Regions from separate parts of the Capsicum annuum genome. Here region 1 is linked to region 2. Evidence: chromatin contacts called from public Hi-C data. All regions are on one chromosome and are shown on one strand. Each heading gives the region's core, a stretch centred on a gene start, on an enhancer-like site or on the middle of the called end of the contact. The rest is flanking DNA. Distances are from core to core; before and after follow the strand shown.

The links. A called contact is a pair of places that touch in the nucleus more often than the background predicts.
Region 1: a contact with region 2 is called in a Hi-C map of leaf, with 5 times the contacts expected there. The contact joins the promoter of LOC107848009 here to the promoter of LOC107847622 in region 2. A contact is called at or near these places in 3 of 5 Hi-C or Micro-C datasets (bud, leaf and placenta).

The regions. Positions count from the first base shown.
Region 1 is chr11:36,159,758-36,162,658 of UCD10Xv1.1, reverse strand. LOC107848009 reads left to right here and starts at 1,456. Exons shown (of 3, transcript XM_047398726.1): 1 at 1,456-1,614.
Region 2 is chr11:35,889,930-35,893,083 of UCD10Xv1.1, reverse strand. LOC107847622 (pyruvate dehydrogenase E1 component subunit alpha, mitochondrial) reads right to left here and starts at 1,463. Exons shown (of 8, transcript XM_016691993.2): 1 at 638-1,463. The coding sequence starts at 1,325.

The DNA.
Region 1 (2,901 bases), core at 207-2,706, 270 kb before region 2:
CGATGGTTCGGGCATGTGATGAGGAGGTGAACGAATACTCCAGTGCGGAGATGTGTGAGGCTGACTATAAATGGTTTGAGGCAGCGTTGAGTAGGCCAAAGAAATATTGGAGGAAGATGATTAGACATGATATGGAGCAGTTATAAATTATGGAGGACATGACCTTTGGTAGGAAAGTGTGGAGGATGCGTATTAGGGTAGATGGTTAGTGGGTAGGAGTTCGTCCGTAACAATAGGGAGAGAGCTTTGTTTGTATTTGCGCTTGGAGTTTCTTGTTTGTGATGTTTCAGTGAAGTATATGATTTCAAATTGGTAGTTTATTGTATTATCTTCTAGTTGTCTTGTTTCCTATATTAGCTAGCAGTGTGTTATCTAATTTTGTTGTGTGCTTTTATGTTTTTTATTGATTATACTATTATTTGTCTTGAGTGGGGGGTCTATTAGAAACAGCCTCTCTGAGGTAATGTTATGGACTGCGTACACAGTACCCTCCCCAGACGTTACTTTATGGGAATACACCGGATATGTTGTTGTAAATGTTTAATGCATATCATTTTTAATAGTAATACTTTCAAGAGTTTTTTCTGGCGTACAAACAAGGATAGGGTGGTTAGTTCATTCTGTCGTATGCATTTTAGATTTTCTAATTAATTTCATTCCATTCAAGGCATGTCTATCAAACTCATAAATTGAGTAAATTACATTAATTACCTATATTCAGTACATTTTAAAATCAATACGCATATTATTCAGAATTCTTGATAAATTTTATATTCTATATTCTTATTTTTTTTTAAAACGGATTTAACCCCTTGTATGATGAAATTCTTTTACAAAAGAGCGCCATTTCATCTAACCAAATGATTTAGATAAATTAAATTGAATAATTACTAAGCAAATTAAGATTAAAAATACAAATGACCAATATTTACGGTGTAAGAAAATAATTAATAAGTGATCAATGAAGTGAATTGAGAACCTGAGGTATAGGGTCCAAATCACAGCAGAGGGAAAAAATATATTATCCTCCCATGGATAGAGTTACCCAGTATTTATTGCCGGTGGAAATGTGGCAAATACACCATAGCTATAATCAAGATTCGTGAAAGCTGAGCCAAACACCAAGGTTACGAACAACATGTCATCATTTCTTATTGAGGATAATTGCAAAAACGCATATTTCCCCCAAAATATATGCAAATCACAAAAACGCTTATATAAATAAACTTTTTCTCATTTGTATTAGTTTTGGTGAGCATAGTTTACCAGGTATTTATTGCTGATAAAAAGTAATAAGTAATCCATGAATTTATTCAAGGTGTTGCCCACGCATCATGATTTAAAAAAAAAAAAAAAAATTGTAATAATTTCTTATTCAGGATAATTGCAAAAACACATTTTTCCTTAAAGAAACATATACAAATAAATTTCTATAGTATATACTAATATGGGAAGTTCTCTCTTGTTTTTAATAATATACAAAGGCCAATTGAGTCAAAATATAAAAGCCTTTTACCCTAGAAAATTCTCTCTCTCTCGCCGTTCTTCAAATGTTTCGCCAATTATTCTTCTAATAAACATCCAATTTCTCCTCTTAATTACTTTGCTTTACAGGTAATTAATCATGTTTTTTTGGATTAATATTTTTATCTTTTTGTTCATTGATTTTTTTATATATATGAATAAGAGGAAATTAAGGTTTTGGTTTAATTAGTAATTGGGCCTCTTTGTTATTCTTGGTGTTATGTGTATGTAAGTGTGTTTTTTTATGTGTTGAATTTTGGTGTGGATTGTAAGTAATTAGGGAAATGCTACTTTATGTGTTTATAAAGTGTTTGATAAGATGTCAATCAGAAAAATCATGCCTATTGTTTTGGCAGATTTTTCATTACTATTTTATTCTGCGTAGAAATCGTAATTTGAACAATTTATGTGTTAATTGACGAAACTAGCGAAGGTGTTGAGCAAAAGCTTGATATTGGAAGAAGTACTTTAGAGGATAAGGGTTCGTTTGGTAGTTGATTAGAGTTATGCAGGGATTAGTTAGGACCTTGTATTATTTTATGCAGGGTTTGAGTTTAGTTGTTTATGTATTAGTTATTCCATCTTCTATTCTGCATAAAATAATACATAAAGATTCTCTCATTACTTATACCTGTATTAGCTGTGTAAATTCTCTAAATTGCAAACCAAATGTTAATTCTATACATGAATAATTTACCTTCTAACAAGCAACCAGACATGGTATTTGCTATACAAAATTAATACTTGCGTAATACACCTCCAAATCAGGTATTAAATATCCCTTAGGCTTTCTGGATAAGTAGAATTGAGATATAATACATGCATTATAGGTTTAGTTGGCATGAGAGGAGAAAAGTTGAGGTGAGACTAGATGGGACTATACTGCCAAAATGTAAACAATGTAGATATCTAGACTTGTTTCAAGAGAATGAAATGATAAATGACGATGTTACTAATAGGATTAAAATTATATGGTTGTGAGGGAGAAGTGCTATCAGGGTATTATGTGATAGAAGGATACCTACTAAAGTGAAAGGTAAGTTCTATAGGATAACTTTAAGACCGACTATTTTATATGGTAGTCAATGTTGTGTTGCTAAAAGTCCAACATATCCACAAGATGAGTGTTGTGGAGATGCAGTTGCTAAGATGGATATGCGGTCATATAAGATTAGAAATGACCACATTCACCAGAAGGTGCAAGTAGTACACATTCAGGATAAAATGCGAGAAGGTTGTTTGAGATGGTGTGGACATGTTCTGTGCCAACATATAGACGCTCGGTCCGTAAGTCTGATACTATGATAAGTTGAGATGTCAACAGGGGATGGGTAGACCTATAATCACATGGAAGAAAGCGATCTCAAAAGACCTCCA
Region 2 (3,154 bases), core at 214-2,713:
GCATAAACTTATGGAAACAAGTCTGCTTATCAATCAAATGTGTATTGCTAACTCTGTTTGGTTGTTTAATAATGTATTGTATTCTATTGCATTGCATTGTTTTGTACTGTATCATACTGTATTGTTTTAATGAATATTCCGTCATTGCATAATGCCACATATTAACAACATCAACAACTTGAACACTAAACCTAGAGGAAAAATAGGCTACGAGGTAGAGCTACTATAAAAAGGTAGGATAAAAGATAAAATATGATCACTAAATAATAAGGACAAAATGAGAAAAAAAAAAAATAAGGGGCGTGATCACACCAAATGACCAAATAGGTGTTACACAAAATGGGACTTTTAGTCGTTACCTAACAAGGATTTAACAATACCATAAAATTAATTTAAGCAACAATTAAGATAAAAACGGACAGCCCGATGCACTAAAGCTCCGTTATGCACAGGCCCAGGCGAGGGCCGGACCACAAGGGCCTACTATATGCAGCTCACCTTACAATAAAACAAATATTGTATTTAAACTAACAACACAACACAATAGCTAACAACCATCAAAACACAAAACAATTCAAAAAATGACAGACATTTTAAGTATTACAACCAATTGAAAAACCGAGTTCATTTTTCTTACAGTGATTATTCTCGCAAACTAAAATAGCCGGAAGATCCCACAACGCAGCCATATTCAAAGCCTCAAACAATTGCCCTTGATTAGCAGCACCATCACCGTACATAGCAAAAGTAACATACTCCTCTTTCGAATACTTTTGCGCAAATGCCAATCCAATTCCCAAGGGAACTTGCGCACCAACAATCCCATGTCCTCCATAAAACCCTCCTTCCTTCTTATAAAAATGCATCGATCCACCTTTCCCTCTCGAACACCCTTCCTTCCTTCCCATTAACTCGGCAAATGACTCCAACAACGTCCCACCACGTCCGAGAAAAATACAGTGATCTCTATACGCGGTTATTATACAGTCTTTCCGTGTTATAGCGGATTCCATCCCTACTGCAACGGCTTCTTGTCCGTCGTATAAATGGCAGAATCCGCGGATGAGTTTCGCTTTGTAGAGCGAATCGGCTGCGATTTCCATCCGCCGCATTTCAGCCATGTCGGAGAAGAATGTCATGAGTTCGTTGGGGGATGTTGTGATTGAGCGCGATGGTGGATCGATGTTGTGGGCAGTGAAGGGGAGGCTTGTTTCCACGGTGATTGTGGCGGTGGAGTCCGATGTAAGGCGGCGCGTGGCGTACACGGAGGAAGAGAGTGGCTTTATGAATTGGTTAATGGCTCGGCGGCTTGTTGATAGAGCCATTTTGAGATTTGTTGAGAAAGTGGAGAAAGGACAGGAGTTTTTGGAGAGTGCCAAAAAGGAGAGGGGAGAAGGAAGATGAAAATTTTATTTTATTATAGAAGCTAGTGGCATCATTTTTTTATTTAATTTATTTAAATAAACATATTTGAATATTTAGTCCTTTAGTTATTGATAAATGTGTTTTTTAGTTCCTATATTATTTGATTAGGCATATATATTCCTTACTGATGCTTTACGTCGATATCAGTAGTTGTAGCATTGCTCCTATAGTTTAAAATAAGCATATTTGCATGTTTGGTTCCTCGATTAATAATAAATTGTAATTTTAGTCCTTATATTATTTGATTAGGCATATTTATAACGATAACATACCCTGTGCTTAGGTGAAGGCCTGTTAAGAGGGCCCATGTTCAGAAGATGAAGGTGGCGGAAATGAAAATGTTTAGGTGGATGTGTGGGTATACTAGAAAAGACAGAATTAGAAATGAGGTTATGCGAGATAAGGTGGGTGTGGCTTCGGTGGAAGCCAAGATAAGGAAAATGAGGTTGAGATGGTTCGGTCATATGATAAGGAGAAGCACGAATGTCTCAGTGCGGAGGTGTGAGAGGTTGGCTAGGGATAGTTTCAAGCGTGGTAGAGGTAGATCGAAGAAATATTAGAAGGAGGTGATTGGACATGACATGGAGCAGCTCTAGTTTACCGATGACATGACCCTAGATAGGAAGTTGTGGGGCAGCAAATTAGGGTAGTAGGTTAGTCTGAGTTTGGGGTATGGTATCTTTTGGTGTGTTACTTGAAGTATCTTGTTTATGGTATTATTGAGTTTGCTAATCCCTATCATGTCTTGTTCTTTTACTATTCTTACTATTACTGTTCATTATCTTAGATTGTTCTATTTTGAGTCGGGGGTCTATCGGAAATACGGGTCTATCGGAAATAGCCTCTCTATCTCACATTTGAGGTAGTTGTATGGACTGTGTACACTTATCCTCCCCAGACCCCATTTGGCTGGAATATACTGGGTATGTTGTTGTTGTTGTTGACAACATACCTTGTGCATTCCACAAAATGAAGTCTAGAGAAAGTAAATGTTCGCAGCTTATACCACTATCTCAGATGAAGTACAGAGACTGTTTTCGATAGACCCTCGATTTAGGATAAAAAAATAGTATAAAAAGACCTAATAAAAACAAAAAATAAAACAAAATACTACACCAATGGATAATACCAAAAACAAGACACCACAAAGTTGTACCATAAACTATCCATCTGAAACCACAAATATCACCAAAACACTGTGAACAAGAAACTTACAAGAGAATAGCGTTATAACTATTAACACGGCTACAACAATGCACTCCTTCTTACTAGAAAGGACACACTCACACCTACTAACTCTCAACCCTAATTCGCGTCCTCCACACCTTTTTATCTAGAGTCATGTCCTCAGTAAACTGTAGCTGCTCCATGTCATGTCTGATCAATTTCCTCCAATATTTCTTCGGTCTACCTCTACCCTGCCTAAAATCATCCATAGTCAACCTCTCACACCTCCGTACTAGGGTATCCGAGCACCTCCTCATCACATGTCTGAACCATCTCAACCTCACTTTGCGCATCTTGTCTTCAATCGAAGCCATTTACCATTTTCTCTCAAATAATTTCATCTTTAACCCTATCTCTCCAAGTAAGTCCACACATCCATCGTGGTATTCTCATTTTCGCTACCTTCAACTTTTGGATGTGAGAGTTCTTGACTTGCCAACACTCTGCCCTATACAATATAACAGATCGAATTGCCGCTCTGTAGCACTTGTGATTAGGCGTA